2 separate regions of the Hordeum vulgare genome follow, and region 2 is linked to region 1. A link is a contact called in public Hi-C data. All regions are on one chromosome and are shown on one strand. The core of a region is the stretch at or near the end of the contact, and the rest is flanking DNA. Distances in the headings are between cores, read along the strand shown.

Region 1 (5,638 bases), core at 1,785-4,284:
GCTCGGCCGTCATCCGTCGCCGATCCGTAAATCAGTTATTTACATTTCAATTTCGAGCATGAAAACACATTTATTTGCATTTTTTATTTTTTTTAGAGGTATTGGATACATAATAATTCATCAATTTTTTGCTAAAATAGAAAGATCAAAGAAAATAAGAATCACAATTAGGTATTTTAGAAGATATCTAACTTCCATAATTGCTACTATTAGTTGGACCAACATCATCCTATGCATTCAGTATTTATTTACGGATTCTTGATCTTACATTCTTCGTTCTTCGGTTTTGATTCTAAAGAATTAGACGTTGATTCCCCTCTAATTTATTTTCTAATTGCACATGCAACCGCATCATTAGCATCAATTATATTAAAGAGTGCACGAACATTTATTAAGTTTTTTCTATCAATAAATGAATATATTCTTCTTCCCAATACAAAAATGAGCATCCACCTTTCTACACACATGAACATCTCAATAAGCTATCGAAATTTAATCAAATAAGTTGATAAAGCAGAATGGAAACAAGAACATATTCGTCGTTGTTGCATTTGAAGAACACCATCCGAGGTGTTGTCGCGTGCTAGATGTGAGCCGCAACACTGTCTATGTGCAGTCGTCGCACTGTATGAGCGACATCGACAAGCCGAGGAGCCAATGCGCGAGCACCGAGCCCGCGCGACGGCCGGCCGAGTCCTTGCGGGCAAACCGACGACGACGATTAGAGGACGAACCAGTACCTCCATGCGGCGCTGGCGTTTTGCCAGGGCTGTGCGGGGTGCTCCCCGACCAGTCCATGGCTTGGGCAGCCGTCGGTGCCCGGAAATGTCAAATCCGATGGCCGCGATAAACAACCGCCAATCTGCAGCTTTCCGGCCAGCCGAGGCACGAGGGACTGGTGAAGGTCAATCTCTGGTGTGTGGCGGCCCGCCGGCTGGTATGGCCGGAATCGTAGGAGGCAGCCCGTCGGCGGTGGGTGGGGGAAAAGCGCGTGCTGAAATGTCCCACCCACAAACGGCTCCCGATATATACATGACATCGACGGGGCGAGGGGGGGACCTGCGTTTTCACCAATTCAGATGGGAATTTTGTCGTGCCCCGCAAAAAACTTTTACAGGTCGAACGCGTTTGCGGGGTCTGGTCGGACAACATTTTTTACACCGACCTGTATTTTGTCGTTTATTTTGCGGGTCGGGACATTAGAGCAACTCTAGCAGACCCCGCAAAATCTTGACCCACAAAACGCGTTTGCAGTTTCACGAAGATCTCGTTTACGGGTCGAAAATTAGCGCGGCCGAACAGAAACCATAGATGAAATTGCATAATTTGAAAATATAGTTTCACGGGAAGTTCATACTACATACTACATATATTACATACTACATACTACATCAGTACGAGCTCAGTCCTCCTCGTCGGAGCTGTAGAGATCGATGTACATCGCCCTCTACTCCTCGCGGATGTGCTGCCACTCGTCGTCCTTCGCCTTGGCGGCGAGGTTGGCCTCGACCGCCTGCCGCCACTGGAGGTCTTCGATCTCCTCGTCGTGGTGCCGATGCTCCGCCTCCTAGTGCAAGCTACGCTCGGCAATGGCGGCCGCAACCGCGCCCACGTTGGTGACGAAGTCCTCCTGCCCGACGACTCCGCGGCGGCCGAGCTCCTTGGGCTCCTCCTTAACGGCGACGACGTCCTCCGGCTCCTCCGACCACTGCCTCTTCACGAGGAGAAGGCCGTAAGAGAAGGAGCTACCGGCGTAGGACGAGCCCGGAGCCGAGGACGGCGTACGACCATGCCGACGGTCGTACTCCTCCGTCTCCCGGACGAGGAAGCTCAGAGGTGACGAGAGGCCGCGGTTGGTCCACCTCTTTGCCCCGCGCTTCCTCGCGGCGTCGGAGCGGACGCGCCGCTCGCGCTCTGGGTCGTTGCCGCCGCCGGATCTGCTGCCGGAGCCGCGTTCGGAGCTCCACATGGCGGCTGGAGGCGGAATGTGGTCGCCGGCGGCGAGAAATGTGGAGAAGGAGGGTGGGGAATTGCGTGGCTCGGCGGCGGCGGGGATAGGGTTTCGACCCGCAAACACGTTGCGGAACCGTAGATATAGTGGTCGAGGCGTGCGTTTTGCGGTCCGTGGTAAAAAAATTTACTGGCCGGGCGAGTATGCGGGCTCTGTTCTGACCGAAGAAATAGGCCTAACCCGCATACTCGCCGGAACTTTACTGGTTTGTCTCTTTTGCGGGGTCTGCTAGAGTTGCTCAGATATGCTCTAACAACGTGCTTGAAGTTGAATCCAGTTGCTTCTAACCACCTCGCACCACCCAATCCACATTTAGGATCTGGAAAAATTGTTTCAGTTGCAAAATGGCTGCACGAAATCTGCCTCAAGTAACAAGATATAAAAGGACGTGATGTCTCTTTCTTTATCTTTGCTTCTGTTGACATCCACTATGAATCTAGGTTGGCACGCCTCGTGGAACATGTGGCTACAGTTCCGTTGCATCGGCGCCGAGCGGCTGATTTCACGGGCATGGCAACGTGTTAGCCCATTTGTGGTACATCACTTTCTTGGGAGCATGCATCTCTATCTTGATTGAGCACGACGACTGTGCTGCTGGGCTCATGTTCGGGCTCGTGAACCATGCATCTCTATATCTTGATTGAGTACCCCGCTGGAACGAATGATGTGATGCTAACGGGACTGTCGAGCCAGTAAGCTCCACCCGAAAAGTGCATGGATCACAGCAGACGTTACGTCTAACCGTTTGACAACGACGCGACTAACGCTAAATAAATAAGAAACACATGCTTAAGGGATGGAAAAAGATCCACGGCAAATTGGAAAACTGGCACGATCCAACTCCGGACTAGGCGCAAACCATCACGTAACGCAACCGTGCTAGCCACCCTTCCCATGGCCGCCGCGCACCACCGCATGGAAGGAAGAGATCATTCCGCGCATTTGCTCGGCTGGAAAGGCGCACGGACCGGCCTACTGGCATAGACACTCACGGATCGCGCGTGGTATCCGTGCGGCCGGCGAGGCGTGTCCATCGGTCGACAGGAGACCGGTCGGGAGGGGTGCGATGAGGTGATATGCATGCGTGTGCACCGTCAGGCTCCGTTTGAATTGGGTGTAAATTTATACTGTACATTCAGATTAAATCTACAAGCATATATTATCGGGCTAGTGTTATTTTCGTTTGAATTGAAAACGACTACGGAAGGTCGGTATTGATTACAGGGGTATTTACGAGCAAACCGACAATTCAAACGGGCCTCAGTGTTATTACCGTGACCAATAGTTGCACGTCCTTCCTGCAAAAAAACAAAAAAAAAACTGTTGCACATCGGTAAGTTCAAAAAGGAAAAAAAGAAAGCATGGCACATCCGTGTGGTGATGTGGTCACTGAGAGCATGGCTAATAGAAACGCTGGCTACCGGCTCTATATCGATGCCATGTAAGTAATATCCATCATTAAAGAAGTTTGGTGTAATAAGAGCATCTTCAGCCATGACTTCTAAGTTCGGACCCTCAAAACCACGGACGCGTCCGGTCAGTGACCGAACGTGTCCCTTATTTTGTCCTTCGTGAAGTTATATTTTTTATTTTTATTTTTTATATGGCAAACGGTCTGGTCACTTGCACGTGATTGGTGAAGAGGAAGAAAGAGAAAGAAAAAATGGTTTGGGGTGGGGTCGCGTCTTATGTGACGGACTGACCAGGCGTGTGTGGGCGCGTACGTGAACCCTCATACCCTCCCTCATATTTGAGATGGATATGAAGGTCCGCGGACAGCCCAGGCATATAGGGACGATACATGGGTCCGCTTGGGTCATTTTTTTTCCTTCTCTCTCCTGTCTGGTCAGTGATAGAACGCGTCCACCGACGTATGAGGGGTCATTTGGGACGTCCGGCTATAGATGTTCTAAGGCTGATTGTAATGGGAGTATCATATACTAGTATCATGCATATGATACTAGTGTATGATACTACATCCGTAATGCATAGTTCATTTATTGTGATGCATAAGATAGTTCATTTATTATCATAGCATGGTTCATTTATTGTCATGCACGGCACATAAGGCTGGCCATAGTGGGAGTAACTAAGGCTGCCCGTAATGGGAGTATCATAGGTAGTATCATGCATGCCAAGTAGGCAATTTCGATGAGGTGGCATAGAATTAAATGAAGAAAGAGAAGGTTGAGTATCATATCATGATACCGTATCATATTAAATGTTGTGCTACTTTGTGTTTCTTGCATGGCAATAAATGAACCAACGTATGATACTAACATATGATATTATGCATTACGGTTGTGGTATCATACAGTAGTATCATATGCATGATACTATCCTTTACAACCAGGCTAAGGTAGTATCATGTACTTGGGACTAGCAAACATGCTGATGTGGCAGATAATTAAAGAAGAAAGAGAGGGTTAGAGTAACATAGGTAGATACCATAATATGTTAAATGATATGCTACTATGTGTCATGCATGTCAATAAATAAGGTCATCTATGATACTACTTTATGATACTATGCACTATGAAGGTAGTATCATACAATAGTATCATATGCATGATACTACTATATGTTACTCCCCACTATGGCCAGCCTAATAGGACACCATTAAATATGATACGGTATCATAATATGATATTCAACCCTCTTTTTCTTCATTTAATTGTATGTTACCTTATCAAAATTGACTAGTTAGCATGCACGATACTAGTATATATGATAACACTATGATACTTTTATTATGGCCCGCCTAAGGTTGGCTCTATACGAACTGTTGGGTGGCCAGGGTAATCAATGTTTGCATCCATGGTAAGAAAAAAAACAGATGATTGAATGGTGAGACGCAAGGGATTGGGAGCAACGGAGCTGTTGTTGGCTTCTCGCTTCAAGCGGGCGAAACTTTCTCGCGTCTTGTGCTGCAACCGGTCGACTAGTGAAGAGCTCCTTTCCTTCTCTCTCCTGCCTTTACTCTCCTCCAGTTTAGAATTTTGCTGAAGTGGAATCCCTTATAACTTGTTGAATAGGACTATTATACTTTCTTTGAGCCTAATCTTGTGCACCGTATGGAGCTTCTTTCGGTAGCGGGATTTGACATTTTCACAACACATCTATTGTGAGAACTAAGCGAGATGTGACATTTTCACAACACATCTATTGTGAGAACTAAGCATAGCCCCCGTTTCGTTGCATTCAGTATCAACAGTGGATGTGTGAAAGTATGTCTTCGATGAATCTGCCTTTGGTGTATCTGCTTGGATATGGTTGTTGTTCGTCTATGTTTGTGTGTTTCTATGATACTCTTCTTCGACGATGGTTGCTATTCTGATGCGTTGGTCCTATGGGGCCTTAGCATGACGAATTTCCAGTTATCTACTACAACAAAGTTTTGCCTAACTTCGGTGATGACGGTGGCGCACCTTTGGGTCGCTTCAGTGTTTGTAATCGTTGATAGATGGTCTACATAAATGGATGTAATTTTTATTATTTCTGGTATTCGTTGTACTGACATGATTGAAGATAAATAGATTGAAATTTTTCTCACAAAAACATAAAATATCTATGAAATCACAAGGTCCGGGTTGAAAATATATTTTCTCTAGTCCATATTAAATGATG
Region 2 (5,638 bases), core at 2,351-4,850, 55 kb after region 1:
GTTGTGAGAAGAATAATTTGAGTTGTGGACAATCAGTGCTTGCGGACGCATTTGAGGGGTCAAAATGGCTAAGTCCGGTTGTATATGCTCTTAGAGCATCTACAACCGGACTCGGCAAATTCAGCCCCATATATGCCCGCGAACGCATCCGGGGCTCCTCATATTTCGCTCCCTGCATCCATATATCTTGTATCCGGACTCTCAAATCCATGCAAAACCATGCACGTCGATCACGCAAACTAATGTCACACATAACAAATGTTGGTACCAAACATAAATAGTGTTTACATCTAATTTATTTGAAGTGCACAATTAATCATCCACTCTTTGATTTCCATTATGGGTCCACATATGCTCCAAGAGATCATTGAGTAGTTTCGCGTGCACGTGATGATCTTAGAGATTCTGATGCATGTGTAAAAAGTTCATAAGTAGAACTACATATTGATCTTCTGGTATTTCAACTTGTTCTCCACATGCTTCAAAATTATTGGTTTGAGATACACCATCACCCTCATCCTCGACGACATTTTCTAGAAAATAACACAACATGTCATCAAGTGCCACAAAATTTCTTATTCCCACATCATTGCAGTCCCACAAATAATTCTCTAACGCGCTTGCAGCACTTCGAATGCCCTCTCCGCATCCTTCCTAGCTGCTTCCTGCATTGTTGCCAAGTGCTTTTGTTTGTTGCCATGTGGTTCATATATGGTCTTCACAAATGCAGCCCATTAAGGATATATGCCATTGGCACGATAGTATCCCATGTTGTAGTCTCGGTCGTTGACGGTGTAGTTGCACAGAGGTGATTCCCCATTGCAAAGCCTCCTGAACACCAGAGATTGTTGAAGCACGTTGATGTGGTTGTAAGAACCCGACATTCCAAAGAAAGCATGCCAAATCCATAAGTCATGGGATGCCACCGCTTCTAGTATGATGGTGGCCTCTCTGGTGTGACCTTGATACATTCCTCACAAACCTTTGGGGAAATTCTTCCACTGCCAATGCATGCAATCAGTTGACCTGAGCATTCCTGGAAACCCTCTGACCTCTTCAATAGCCAACAACTACTCCGTGTCATGCACATTTGGTTCTCTCACATACTCTACTCCAAATACCTTGATGACAACATGTGAATACTTGAAAGTAGTCTTCAGCCATGTTCTCTCCCCCATCCTGACCATCTCACCAATGGCATCTGCCGCAATACTAAGTGCAAGCATTCTCACAGCAACCGTGCACTTTTGCTTGGTACAGAAAGAGATTTGACCGCAACAATCCCTTGTGAGCTTGAAGTAGTCATCGTCTGCTCCACTACATCCACAATGTGAAAAAACGATGGTTTCCACGTACAAAAACAGCTATTAAACCATGGGTCATCCGGGAAAAGTTGGGTTCGGAGCAATGTAATCCTTCTATAGTAGCTTTGCTCTACATACCCTATCTCGATTGATCACTCTTCTCCCTTTGATTGAGCCCTTGAAATTGAGAATATCCTTCACTTGCTGGTCCATTTCCTCTTGCATGGTCATGAGCATGATCATGTCCACCTCTTCATCCAAATCCGATGAATCAAAGAACTCATCTTGAATCAATTGATCAAGCTCCGTCGGTCCATACTCCTCGCCGAACGAAGCATCGAAATCCATTGCTTCCCCTAAAAATTTAAGAAAAATATTCGATCTGACATTGTGTCGAACACATCCAGCGTAAGGCAGAGCCAAAGAGTTCTCAGACGCACCGTAGTGTCTTCCAGTCCGGTGAATATGTCCTCCGCAGCGAGGACGGGACATAATACTCCTCTGATGGAGCTGGCGGGGCAGAGGCTAGGAACGATGACGGAGCGTGCGTGGCGGCGCGGAGGAGGAATAAGAGAGGAAAGAGCAAATGGATCAGGCAGTTCTGCCGGGTGGATTTGATGCAATTTGCAGTGGGGTCAGGATGTCGGGTCCGACATGGCGGACGTGCCCGGACGCGCCCGGGCTCCCCCATATCTGCCACATATTTGGGTTAGATATGAGGGGTGTCGGTCAGCCCAAGCGTTTGAGGCCCGTTTGAGGCGTCCGGTTGGGTCGAATTTTTGTGACCGGTCAATGATCGGATGGTCTGTCCGGACGTTTGAGACGGGTATGAGTGGTCCAGTTGTAAATCCTCTTAGTAAGTTATAGCAACTTTGTACTAAATATACACAAATTAATATGACTCGAAGGGAGTAATATTTTTTGGATTTATTCAAGTTCTTCAACACTATCTTTTCAACGGCATGGCATACCTCTCAACCGTCAAGCGTTGTGGCGACTTTGTCTCTTTGCCACCTCAATCTTCGAACATAATGCAAACACGCTTATATATGCATACATACATACACTAATTACTATGAACACATGGACACACATTTTATTCATGTGACCACATTCAAAAGACCGAGCTGACATATCTATTTAAGATTGGCGAAGTCGTCATAGACGCATTCATATTCAACGAGAACATCTTCTTCTACTGAACACACATCGCTAGAAGGTCCGAACTATATTCATAAAAAATGTGAAATCAATGTCAAGTCTAGAATTTAAACTTTGACGGGCTGAGGATACCACAGCCCTCCTAATCATAAAACCACAAGTTGGTTTGCCGTGAGCTTAATCTCTGAAAGTTGTTCGCAAGGACAGCAAATGTGCGCATATAGAGAAAACTTTGTGTGGGTATAAGCGTCTACCTTTATGCCCGGTGGCAAATCTTAAATGAAAATGAAGGGCAAAATTAACTTCCTAGTACAGGGTTGAAACGAGTACAACAAGCTAGACACTAGACAATGGATTCAGATGAGCTAGAAACTAGTAGTAAATCTTTGTTTTTTAATTTCAAAGGGCATGCATAAGCCTTTTGAAGCACGCCAAATAGAATCGTCACTGTTTGTGCCGTATTTGTGGGCCAATACGAAAGGAAAACTTCACCTAAAGATGACACAGCTCGCACACTCTCTCTCTAGAGCCATGCATCATGAACGTTGGATACCCCACAAACACATCAAAACCATCAAGTAAAAACATCATGGACTAAATTAAAAATTGGAAACCTCTTTTTTTGCGTGGTAAATTTGAAAACCTCAATTAACTTGGGGAGCTTCAAAATTATGGAGCTCAGTGAATTTTTTTTAGAGATAACGGAGAGGTGTGTGCGTGAAATACGGGAGCCTTGGACGGAATTTCTCGGGGAACATATCGCCACCGTTGGTGGAACACGAACTAACGGTGCGCAATTGCTCTGACGTTTTCCTTGTACCAGACGTTGTGATAGGAAGCGTGCTTCACAAATGTAAATCAGCGCATCACGACACGTAGCAACCCCAACAATACATAACCTTTGTAGGTAGGCGCCTCACGCGTCGCGTCTCCTTGCCCCGTACGTACCCCCCATCCACCTAAAAATTAACCGAGAGAGAGAGACCGCGCGCTCGCTGCCCCGCGGGTCAAATCCAGGCCCGAATACGAGCTCAAAAACCACGTGCCTCCGTGACCACGGCCACGGCACCCGATATTCATCGCCAACACTCGACGACCTTTTCCCTGGATGGGGCCGTCGCGGACGGAGACCTCACCGCTCCACCCGTCCGGTCGTGCCCACGACTAGAAGAACCCAGTGAGCTGCTACCCCCTCCATCCCCCCCACGTTTTCCATGCCCGGCCGTGCCCGGCCCGCCGGGTCCTTGTCGTCCCACCTCGCCGTTTATCACGAAGAGCTGATCCATTTTAAAAGGACAGAGGCGCCCGGCAGCCAGAAAAGTGCACTGGAGTTGTTTGTCGGAGGCAGGCTAGCGAGCGAAGGAAGGAGCGAGGAAGCTAGGTGCGGTGGTTTGTTGTGCATGGAAGGGGCGGGGAGCGGCTGCAAGATGGGAGGAGGAGAGGGGATGTCCGGCCGTGCCGGTGCTGGTGCCGCCGCGGCGGCCAAGGAGAAGTCCGGCTTCGCCGCCACCTGCAGCCTCCTGAGCCGCTACATGAAGGAGAAGAAGGGCGGCGCTCTGCAGGGCCTCGTTGGCCTCGACATGGCGCCGCCGGCCGCCGTCGTCGTAGGAGGAGGTACGCCGTGACGTGCTCTGTCTTATAGAAAGAACAGGGGATGTTTGTCTGCTGACTGGTCATCTGTTTCATGCATTTAGTTAGCAGCAAAGTTCTTACAAGATGTAGTACACGGCTGTTCATCTTAATTTGCAGGAGCTTTCCAGCCGCCCACCACCATGAACCTGTTGTCGGGGCTGGAGGAGCCGAACACAGCGGGCGTGGAGCTCGCACTCGAGAAATCTAGTGTTGGACAGCTTCTCAAGGCCCCAACTGACAACCAAGATGCGAGAGAGGATGCGCACCAGCTCACCATCTTCTATGGAGGAAAAGTGGTCGTGGTTGACAACTTCCCATCCACCAAGGTCAACGGATTGCTCCAGATGGCCAACGGCGCCGGCGACGCCGGAGACAAGGCCGGGAGCAGCAGCCTCGTTCAGCGGAGCCCTCCCCAGCCTGCACACAACACTCTCCCTGGTACTAATTCTCGTGACCTCTTTTGCCGTTCTACGGTGACAGTATACAGTACATGCAGATGAAGAGATTGTTTCATAGTTTCATGAAAATTTCCGTATGAAATCCTTATCGCTGACGGAGCTCCAACATTTTTGCTGGGTTGCAGATCTGCCTATAGCGAGGAGGAACTCACTCCACAGGTTTCTCGAGAAAAGGAAGGGCAGGTACCTGACCGAGCTGTTTTTCGAAAAAATTCCTCAAGGAAGACGGTGAAAATTTCTTCAAAAGTTGCTACATGTATGTACGACCCTAACATTTTGTGCTCATTTACCCCAGGATAGTGGCGAAGGCGCCTTACCAAATTAGCAGCTCATCGGCGGCTCCGTCCAAGCAAGCTAATGGTGACAACGCCTGGCTGGGGCTAGGCCAGGAAGTGACAAATTGACAGTGCAAGAAAGAGACATGATGAACACTTGACTTGGCTCCAAATCTATAGGGCAATTGATCTACGGGGAGCGTGGATGTTACTACTAGTATTGGTAGTTTACTCGTAGCTTTGAAGCGACAATAATCGGGTGTTGGTTATTCATTTCTAGTAACAATTACTATAGTAGATACTACGTATTTAAGCATATGCCGTCTGTTCGCACCATTGTTTGCTGCTGGAGCTGTTATGCTCACGGCAGTTTGGCAGGCTATAGGTCTACTAGGACTACTGTCATGGTCATTTTATTGCGAGTTTGCAACATATTACAGATGGTTTGCCTTCCTCAACATGTCACTGAAAGTTGTAATTGTCACTGATTCATGCTGCACTCTTTTCCCTGCTTACGTTGGCTGCTCAGTTTTTGAGGATTTGTGTGTATAGCAGAAGATATTATTTCAGATTTCATAAAAATATGTTGTTTGAGATGATCCTTTCAGTTTGATTGAACTTGTGCTTTCAAAAAAGCCGTGTTTATTTGCTAATGAAAAACATTGTTCATGGATCAAGGATGATCAGATCATTAAAGTGGTGCTAATGCTCAGCAAAACCACAACACATTATTGGAATACAAAAAAATGCAAAGCTTAGGGCAACTCCAACGTGGGTCATCAAACAGACGAAGCCAAATGTCCGCTAG

Evidence for each region. A called contact is a pair of places that touch in the nucleus more often than the background predicts.
Region 2: a contact with region 1 is called in a Hi-C map of leaf, with 2.9 times the contacts expected there. The contact joins the promoter of LOC123395447 here to the enhancer-like site in region 1. A contact is called at or near these places in 3 of 6 Hi-C or Micro-C datasets (leaf and seedling).

The regions. Positions count from the first base shown.
Region 1 is chr5H:432,258,602-432,264,239 of MorexV3_pseudomolecules_assembly, forward strand. No RefSeq gene overlaps it. Among protein-coding and RNA genes, the nearest start is that of LOC123395447, 55 kb to the right of the region's middle. Within about 2 kb of position 3,035, at least 3 of the 3 cell types and tissues checked have open chromatin away from gene starts, as enhancers often do. A contact at or near this core is called in leaf and seedling, where this site is marked.
Region 2 is chr5H:432,313,086-432,318,723 of MorexV3_pseudomolecules_assembly, forward strand. It overlaps LOC123395447 (protein TIFY 10c-like), which reads left to right and starts at 3,601. Exons shown (of 4, transcript XM_045090451.1): 1 at 3,601-4,079; 2 at 4,215-4,535; 3 at 4,681-4,738; 4 at 4,851-5,429. The coding sequence starts at 3,680. The coding sequence ends at 4,959.